3 separate regions of the Sus scrofa genome follow, and all the other regions are linked to region 1. Evidence: chromatin contacts called from public Hi-C data. All regions are on one chromosome and are shown on one strand. Each heading gives the region's core, a stretch centred on a gene start, on an enhancer-like site or on the middle of the called end of the contact. The rest is flanking DNA. Distances are from core to core; before and after follow the strand shown. Region 1 holds the start of TP53RK (TP53-regulating kinase). Region 2 holds the start of ELMO2 (engulfment and cell motility protein 2). Region 3 holds the start of LOC100624414.

Region 1 (3,197 bases), core at 510-3,009:
AATTGCACTCTGAATCTTCAAGGGGCTATTGGGACAATTTTTTTCTTTTTCTTTTTGCTTTTTAGGGCCACACCCATGGCATATGGAAGTTCCCAGACTAGGGGTCAAATCAAAGCTGCTCTGCCAGCCTATACCACAGCCACAGCAATGCCAGATCCTTAACCCTCTGGGGAAGGCCAGGGATCGAAACTGCATCCTCACGGATACTGCTGAGCTACAACGGGAACTCCTATTGGGACAATTTTATAGTTAACCTAGGGTAGAGGGGTACATGCTTGGAAACAGGAAGGGCCTTCTTAAGTCAGGATGTATGAATGGGTAACTAGTCTTGTAGGAGCCAGGAGTACATCAGCAAAGGTCTTCATCGTTGTTTGGGAGGCTAAGAGAGCATACAGGCTACCTGGACCTAAAGTTCATTAAACAGTATTAACTACCAAGCCCTTGATGTTAGAGAAGAGATTTACTACACAGAACAGTCATAGGTAGAGTCAGTGGAAGGACAGGAGAAACTATACACACCCAAGATGCTGTCAGTTATGCTAACAGCCATAGAGAGGGGTTCAGACAGATTTGGTAACCATGGAGATGACCATGTGGACACTAACAATTATGATAATGAAAGTACCAACTCGGGAAACTGAGCGCTATAAATAGAATTGGTTCTGGGTGAACTTCAAGTAGGCTGGGCTGATGAAAGATGCTGGAAACCACATTATGCCAACATAAAGGATCTAATGTTTGAAAAGGTGACCTGCCCTGTGTATGAATGAAACTTGCAGGGACTGCGGCTGAGGGTTGGTGTCATAGCAACCCTCAGACCAAAGAGCCTTTCTTCAGTATTTCAAACAAGGTCTCCATGGTGAGGGAGGGAAAATGAACACATCAAGAGTGTATGCAATCCACCAGGAACTCTGATGAACAAGATCTTATTTAATATTAATAGGCAATTGCTAAAGTAAAAGTAATGATCTTCGTCCTGAAGATGATGAATCTGAAACTCAGAGAAATAGTGTTTGTTGCTCCATCCCACAGTGCGGCAGGCACTTCAGGCTGCCTTCCATTTGTGTGAGTGTGCACATATATAAAAAAAAAAAAAACATGGAAAAAAACTTTATACAGTGGTTGGTGGTGGGGCAGACTGGTGACAGGAATAGGCATTCTTTAATTTTTCATGCATGCAAAATTGTGTATCATATGAATTTGTTACAGCAATTAAAGCAAAGGGTAAAAATTTGTTTGCTAAGCACTCCCAGTCAGCTTGGTTTGTCTCCTTTGGAAAACTCGACAACCTCATATGCCCGCCACCTTCTCTGACTCTGAATCTTTTTCTCCTGTAAAATGGGCTTTCATCATTTAATCTTATTCCCCCAGAATGCACTCAATAATTCGTAGCTATTATTATCTTAGCGCTAAAGACATGGGCCACGTGGTTTACTGCCCACCTGCCACACCTAATTCTGATTAGTTTAAGCCCCCTTTGGGGGGAATCAGGAGCTCGGGGACGAGGAGTTCCAAAAAGAGAACTCTTGTGGGTTTAGTTCCCTTGGAACCAGAGACTCCCTAGGCAAGCAAGTTCCCAAAGAGTTTTCCGCGAGAGGCGCCGAAAGTTTCCGGAAATAGCCGAAGGTCTGGGAGGCGGGGCCACAATAGCCGCCAGCTAGAGTCGCCAAAGGCTTCCGGAAACAGCCGAGGAGTGGGAAGACTGGTTTACCGAGAGTTGCCGAGAGTTTACGGAGGTAGCCGGAAGATCCGGGAGGCGGGGCCACGAGGCTTAGAAAAGAGCCGAAAGCTTGAGGGGCGGAACCACTTCCACAAGGCGGAAGTGTCGGCGTTCGGGTGGCGGAAGAGGTCCGAGGATTTCCAGAAAGAGCCGAAGCAGCTCCGACAGTTCCCGGAGAGAGACGAGGGGTTCCGAGCGGCGGCGCGGGGACGCAAACATGGCGGCGGCCGGCGCTGCTGTTCCTGCTGCCGAACCGAATGAGGAACCCGCGCCCGCGACGGAAGCGGTGGCCGCGGCCCGGGAGCGGAGCAGTCTCTTCTTGAGGGGCCTGGAGCTGGTGAAGCAGGGTGCCGAGGCGCGCGTGTTCCGCGGCCGCTTCCAAGGCCGCGCGGCCGTGGTGAAGCACCGCTTCCCCAAGGGCTACCGGCACCCGGCGCTGGAGGCGCGGCTCGGCCGGCGACGGACGGTGCAGGAGGCCCGGGCGCTGCTCCGCTGCCGCCGCGCAGGTGAGGCGGCCCGACTCGCGGTCGTGGAGGACCCCGAGGCTCCGCGGTCCGGGCAACGCGGGTGAGGGGGCTCCCCTGCTCTGCAGACCGCGATTTGCCTCAATTTCTCCGTTTGTACCTTCTGCGTGGCCTTCCGTTAAAAAAATGTCATCCTTTCATCCTTCTTTTCATTCATTAATTTTTAAGAAGTCACTTGACCTTGCAGCGACTAGCATTTGCCTCGGAGCCATTGGTGGCAGGTTCACTTCCCGGCTATCCCACTCCTGCTCAAAGTTGAGCATGTCATTTAACTGCCCTGAGCCTTGGTTTTCCCATTTGTACCGTCTCAGCTTTCGAGCATCATCTTTTTATTCATTACTTTTAAGAAGTCTGAATTTAAATACTGCGCTGCTTCATATGTAGTCTTTCAGCAAAGTTATATAACCTCTGCCTCAGTTTCCTCACCTACAAAGGGAAGTCACAGTAGCAGTATTCATCTCATAGGGATGTCGTGACCATTAGACGAGATTATATACGTCGTTTTTTATGTTTGGACGTATGACTGAATCTTAGCGCTCAAACATTAGATTTCATTCAGTTGTTTATTTTTTCATTAAAACACTGCCGAGCACCACCACCAAAAACCTTTCCTCAAATGAGAACGGCAGGCTCAGAGAGAAGTAATTTGCCCAAGGGTACACAGGTAATTAGTGACCCAGCCAGGCTCTCAGGCCCAGAAACACTGGCTTTTCACTTTTGCATTTCCTCCCTTTCTTTCACTGGTATTTTTTAGGCATATACTGTACCCCCAAGACATTGTTAGGTGCTGGGAGATCTGGAGGAAATTCAGTAGCAAATGCATCTCTGGACATGCTTGGACTTAACAAAGTGATTCGTGTGTTCATATTTTCTATTTTCACCCTTTCCAGGATCTAAGTTCTTTTAAGCAAGGGTGGTGGCTATTGCTGCCTGCTGTGTCCCTACTGATTTAC
Region 2 (3,197 bases), core at 253-2,752, 250 kb after region 1:
CACTCAGTGGGTCGAGGATCCAGTGTAAGTTGCAGATGTGGCTGGAATCCAGTGTTGCTGTGGCTGTGGCAGCTGCAGCTCCGATTCAGCCCCTAGACCAGGAGCTTCCATGTGCCACAGATGAGGCTGTACAAAGAAAAACAAAGTGTGAATAATAACAAGGTTGCTGTGAGAATCCCACAAAGCAAAAGTCTATTAAACACTTTTGTATCCACAGCCCTGTAGACTAAGAGTGGACAAATTATAGCCACAGGCCACTGCCTATTTTTGTAAATAAAGTTGCATTGGAATCCAGCCACACGCATTGGCTTACATATAGTCTGTGGCTGCTTTCAGGCTATAACAGCACAGCTGAATAGTTTTGACAGAGGTTGTATGGCCAAAAGTATTTCCAATGGTCATTTATGGAAAATAAACTGATGACTTCTGCAAGGGCAGTGGCAATGTTATCTATTCCTAAACCTCACCCTCCCTGAGCATCACTGTATTCACCAGTAAAATAGGACTAATAAGAATCATCTTCACTTCGAAGATATTTTGAGGATCAAATGAAACAACATATGTAAAACTGCTTTTCTGATGCTTTCCTGACAGAAGCACCATCTAAATGGGAGCTGTCATTTAGTTTCTTTGCTGGGTAAGAGTTTCCTTATTTAGCCTCTCCAGCTGAGGGTCGGTAAAAGAGGCAACAAAATACCCACCATCCATTGTGGTTGTAAGGATCTGTGAGACCAAAAAAAGGTTAAAGCATAAACTTTAGAATCAAACAGGCACAGGCTGGCATCTTGCTCAGCCCATCACTAAGTCTGCCATCAGAGGATCAGCGTAATACCTACATCAGAGTTGCTGTGAGTGTAAATGGAGATAGCACGAGCGAGCGCGAGGCCCTGGCGCAGTGCCTGGCCTTGTTCCGATCTGCAGGTGCAGTGACGAATACCACCTCCCACGGGTCCCTACCAACAGTACAGCTGAGCTGTACCCCTCTGCCTCTGCTCAGCGCCCACGGTCAGCCCTGGGTGCCGGTATAATTAGCTCCAACTCGGTGGTGAGCAGCCGCGGCTGCTCACAGCCTCTGACATGACTGTCACTTCCCACTCAGTTCTTCAAGCCACAGTTATCCCACTGATGAGTGCGTTACATGCCCGCCGGGCACAGGGCTTAGTGCCACCAGAGGACAGCTGAGCCCTCAAAAGCTCTGATTTATCACAAGGAACCCAGGCAGTGCCAAAAGAAAAGTTTGGGTGGGGTGGGGGGCTGGTAATGCCTCTTGAATTTGAGGAGAAATCCCATTCCTCCAGAACCCATAGCCTGGGGCGGCAGAGGAGGCCTATGTCTTTAAGAGGCCTCCGCTAGCTGGGCGGGGATCGCCGGCTTTTCCCCTCAGCATCTGGGCCCGCCCTCCTTTGAGTGACAGGCAATCAACCCAGTTGAAGGAGGAGAGTTCAGCGTGACGGCGAAGCGGAGCAATAGGAGCCCGGGTCGGCCTGCGCGGGGCGGGGTCCCGGGAAGGTGGGGCGGGCGGAGGCTGGAGGAGCGGCGGCGGCGGTGAGACCCGGTTGCGGGAGCTGGGCCTAGGTTGGCGTTCTGGTGAGTGAGGGGCGCGCCGGGGGCTCGGGCATTCCCGCCCTCGGAGCGGGGCCTGGCCTGAGGGACGCAGGGAGGAGAGGCTGGGCCGGGAAGCGGGCGGAGAGCTGCGGCCTGCTTCTGCCCAGGGGACCGAGGGGCTGGAGAGGGCGGGCCTGGGCTGCACCGCGCCGGTACGACAGGCCCCAGAGGGGTCGCGGCCCAGCTAGGTCCCCCGGACCTGAGGGGCACTGGGTCCCCGACAGGGAAGGGTCTACGGGTGGGGAAGAGGGCAGGCCAGGCCTCGAGGGGCGGGGGCTGGACCGGGTAGGGGTCGAGGGGTAGGGGAGGAGGAGGGTGGGTGGGTGGAACGCGGAGTGCGACGAGACGGTGAGGGAGGAGACGGGAGAGGGACCGAATGGGAAGGGGCTTGATAGGCGCCCAGAGAGTGTTTGGGGCTGGGTGGCCCCGGGCGCCAGACGCCCAGATCCTCTCGATGTCGCCACCCCCTTCAATAGACAAGGCTCTTCACCCCGCCCGGTCTATCCGGCCCGGCTCGGTAGACCCCAGTCCGTCTACTTGTATCTCCGCTGCTTGCTCGTCAGTTCAGCCCTCTTTCGCCTCTTACCCGGACCGATGCCGCGTCTTAACCAGATCTGCCCACATGCCCTCTGGCCGATCCGCAAGGGCCTTGCCCCTTGGCCGGAGGGCTCGGATCCGGACGCTCCGCTGCTTACAACTACGCCTCTTCCACCTCTTGCAGGGCCAGCCCCGGATCCTCTCCCAAGCCTTGGAGAGGGGAACCCACCGACCTCTCCTCCCTGGTCTCAGTCTACCAACCCCTCTTGCTCAATACTCTCCTCACCTTTTCGTGTTCCTTCTACATACCAAGCCCCAGCCCTACTCAGGGTCTTCACCCTTGGTCTTCCTACTCCGGGGCATATCTTCCCTGCCTGGCTTACTCCAGTAAATTCCTCTTTATCTTTCAAATCTCCACTCAAGTATCACTTCCTCAGGAGGCATCCCTGGCGCCCGACTCCCTCACCAAATGAATTCCCCACTTTCATCACCCTGTATACTTCTCCTTCACAACCCTTGAATGGCTGAAAATAGGCTTGTCTATTTCCACCAGATAATAAGGTTCACAGGGAAAAAGGTAGTATCTGCTTTTGCTTCTTGTATTTCCAGCATCTTGCACAGGGCCAGGCACTGTAAATATGTTTTAAATAAATGAATGGAAAACTTGGCTTTGGCAGGAGGAACAGGGTGTTCGTGTGAGTCATGTCCCTGAGGTCCTACACAAAAAGTGTGTCAGGGAGTTCCCTTTGTGGCTTAGCCGTTATAAAGAGTCCAGCTAGGATCCATGAGGATTCAGGTTTGATCCCTGGCCTTGTTCAGTGGGTTAAGGATCCAGTGTTGCCATGAGCTGTGGTGTAGGTCATATACTCAGCTCGTATACTCAGCTCGGATCCTGCGTTGCAGTGGTTGTGGCATAGGCCAGCAGTTACAGCTCCAATTTGACCCCTAGCCTGGAACTTCCATATACTGCCCTGAAAAGCAAAAAAAAAAAAAAAAAAAAAAAAAGCGTGCTAGGCTCTGCGCTAGACCATTGGTGACCAATAGAAATACAATCA
Region 3 (3,197 bases), core at 459-2,958, 140 kb after region 1:
ACTCCACAAAAGTTTTTAAGAAGGAAAATACTAAACATCAAAAATAAAATTTACCTATGAACCTGTACCTAAAAGTGATGATTTATGAAATGTATTTATCCTGATCTTGTCTTCAGTGCTTATCTCAATGAGGATCCATTGTCTCTTCCTCAACACACACACACACACACACACACACACACACAGATATACATTTGAAAGTCAAATTTAACAAGTAGGCTAATGATACCCTTAGAGTCCTCTCATTTTGTGTATCTTTCTTACCCCAAATTGAAAAACCATCCATTTTGTTTCTTCATAGAAAAATCACATAGATGCACAAGCAAAAGTTCCCTCTTCCTTTTAAACAATCTCATATCCATGGATTACCATTGTTATATTTGGAGCATATCTTTCTAAATTTTTTTTCTTCTTAGGGCCACACCTGCAGCATACAGAAGTTCCTAGGCTCGGGGATTGAACGGGAGCTGTAGCTGCCAGCCTACGCCAGAGCCACAGCAACGCAGGATCCGAGCAGCATCTGGGACCCACACCACAGCTCATGGCAATGCTGGATCCTTAACCCACTGAGCGAGGCCAGGGATCGAACACATCTCCTCATGGATGTTAGTCGGGTTCATTACCATGAGCCACAAGGAGAACTCCCTATCTTTCTAAATTTTATCTAAATGTATACAGTCATGTGTATTTAATGTGCATAACTTTATCCAAACATGTACATGTAAAAGAATTATGCTTAATAGATTTGTTTGCCTTTTGCTTTATTTCATTTACCAGTCTATTGTAAGCATTTTTTACGTAAATTTATTCATTCTTACTGACTACACAGTATTCATTTAGTGCCTGCACCATAATTTAGCTAGTTATTCCCTACCAATGTATATTGATTTCCCTTTTTTTCTATTTTAAACTATGCTACAATGAACATCCTTCCAAAGGCGTCTTTGAAAATGTAAATGCGATGCTGAAAAAGCACATCTTGAGAAATGATTTTTTAAAAGTAAATTTTAGTCTTCCACTGCTGTTTAAATTTCTTTTGAAAGAAGCTCTCCTGGATAAAAACTCAGCAGGACCCATGGTTTTTCTGCCTCTTCTTAGGTGACAGGGGGACCTACAATCACTTACCGTAAAGACAGCATCTATGTAGCAATTAGAAGGCAAAGTGCATGAATGATAATTGCAATATAATCTTCCATTCAAATCTCATTCTCTTGCCCCTCTGGCTGAAAGATAAGTGCCAGGAAGAGAGGGCAAGGCATAAGAACAGTGCCACCCTACTGTGCTATGTAAAAATGCACACAGCTCCTGCGTTATAGACTTTCTATGCTACGCACACACTTGTTTATTTAAATGCCTTGCTCCAAAGCAGAGACTGAAAAGGGGTTTGGGGGCAGGTAGTTTATTTGGGAGGTGATTCCAGGAAGTAGGAATGAGAGATTGGAGAGAATGAGATAAAGGAGGAGAAAGCCATCATAAGGGAATGTTATTAAGGCCACTGGTGTAAACAACAGAATTGGATTGTGCTGGGACCTCTGAAAAGCAGACAGGATACTCCCAAAATAGTTCTCCCAAAAGACAAGAGGCTCGGGCCCTTGCGTTCTGTGCTTCCTGGCAGAACTGTCCAAAACTCAAGATCTCTATCCCAACAGAGTCTAAAGTTGTGGAACAGGAAAGCACAAATTCTGCACATGGAAGTGATGGTAAACGATGCCAATCCTACCGTCCCTCCTTTGTTCAGTCACTACTGGGGATCCACCTGCACACTGGCTACTGATTCAAGGCATGTGCCACATCCTGCTGGACAGCTCCCCAAACTCTCAGGGTATTGTTCCGAAACTCCTACCTGAGCTGAGCCCTTAATAAAACCACACCATAGATCTTTCCAGCTGGTGCTTCAGGCTGATGCCATATACAGGTGGACTAGCGTATCTCATGGTCACGTGCCCGTTGTCACACCTCTTGGGCTGAGATGGGTCCCTTGATCTGTAGTGATAATTATGCAGGGTCCCATCAGTAAATCAGGTGTTTCATAAGTTCTGAAATAGTGACGTAAAGACACTATGGTCAAGAAAGCAAACCCATATCCAAATTCCATGTCAGTTTCGGCAAAGGCAAATCAGTGCTTCAACCAGGGTCAATGGCTCAGTGTCAATATCTGGGATGAAAAGTCAGACATTCAGAGGCGGCAGCAGCAGCAGCCAGATCAGCCTTGATGAGAGGCAACCCTGTACTATGGGCTCCTACGTAACTTCTATCCTTGTCCCTGTGCTGTTGGGCTTATCCATGGCCTTGATCTCCATCGTAATGGCTACTCCATGAGTGGGCTTGTTGTTCAATCACTGATTTGGATAAAGACATCCATGGACTAATACTTTTGTCCACCTGATCGATGTTCTTTGATGAGCATGGAAATGAGACACTGTGGGAAGCAGAATGCTAAGGGACCCACCCCTCAAGAGCCCTGGCCCTGTGTACACACACTGTAATCCAGTTATACAATCAAACACTAATATGGGTACTGCGGTGAAGGGATTCTGCAGGTGGAATTAAGGTCCCAAATGAGATGACCTTCCAATAGGGAGGTTATCCAGATAGGCCTGACTTCATCATCTGTCCTTTGAAGGCAGAATCTTCTCCAGCGGGCCACAAAAAGAGGACTTTAGATATGCTTCTGCTGGCCTGGAAGAAAACAACACCTAGGCTGTGAACTGCCTGCGGGGCCGTGTGGTAAGGAGCAGAGCAGTGTACCTGCTTGACATGCCAGGTCCTACAACCCCAAGGAAATGAATTCTACCAACAACCGGTGAGCTTGGAAGAGAACCCCAAGGACCAGATGAAAATCATAGCCCAGCTGATACCTTGCTTTCAACCCAGAGCGGAGAACGCAGCCACACCATGCTCAGACTTCCAATTTACAAAAGTGACAAGATCATACATTTGTGTGGTCTTAAGCTACTAAGTTTTTGCTACTTTGTTACACAGTCATAGAAAACTAATACAAACACAAAGATCTTCATAATTTTTGCCTACTGCCATCAGTTCTTTTACACGTCTTTTCCTTGGATATTCTTGCCTCCGCCCAGTCCTCCAATCCTGCTCTTTCCACGCCACTTATAAGCTAGGCAAGTCATGCAGCGCTCCATAGATTTTCTTTCAGTGTGAATTCTTGGATAGAGAATGTTTGAATTCTACATTTT

The links. Hi-C and Micro-C count contacts between places; a contact is called where the count stands out from the background.
Region 2: a contact with region 1 is called in a Hi-C map of skeletal muscle, with 4 times the contacts expected there. The contact joins the promoter of ELMO2 here to the promoter of TP53RK in region 1. A contact is called at or near these places in 3 of 47 Hi-C or Micro-C datasets (heart right ventricle, liver and skeletal muscle).
Region 3: a Hi-C map of liver shows a contact between it and region 1, with 4 times the contacts expected there. The contact joins the promoter of LOC100624414 here to the promoter of TP53RK in region 1. A contact is called at or near these places in 1 of 5 promoter capture datasets (liver), 20 of 47 Hi-C or Micro-C datasets (alveolar macrophages, brain, embryonic fibroblasts and 11 more) and 1 of 2 datasets of contacts at active chromatin or transcription factors (alveolar macrophages).

What each region holds. Positions count from the first base shown.
Region 1 is chr17:48,816,546-48,819,742 of Sscrofa11.1, reverse strand. It overlaps TP53RK (TP53-regulating kinase), which reads left to right and starts at 1,759. Exons shown (of 2, transcript XM_003134484.5): 1 at 1,759-2,226. The coding sequence starts at 1,938.
Region 2 is chr17:48,565,967-48,569,163 of Sscrofa11.1, reverse strand. ELMO2 (engulfment and cell motility protein 2) reads left to right here and starts at 1,502. Exons shown (of 21, transcript XM_021078300.1): 1 at 1,502-1,587.
Region 3 is chr17:48,680,375-48,683,571 of Sscrofa11.1, reverse strand. LOC100624414 reads left to right here and starts at 1,708. Exons shown (of 4, transcript XM_021077697.1): 1 at 1,708-1,822. The coding sequence starts at 1,708.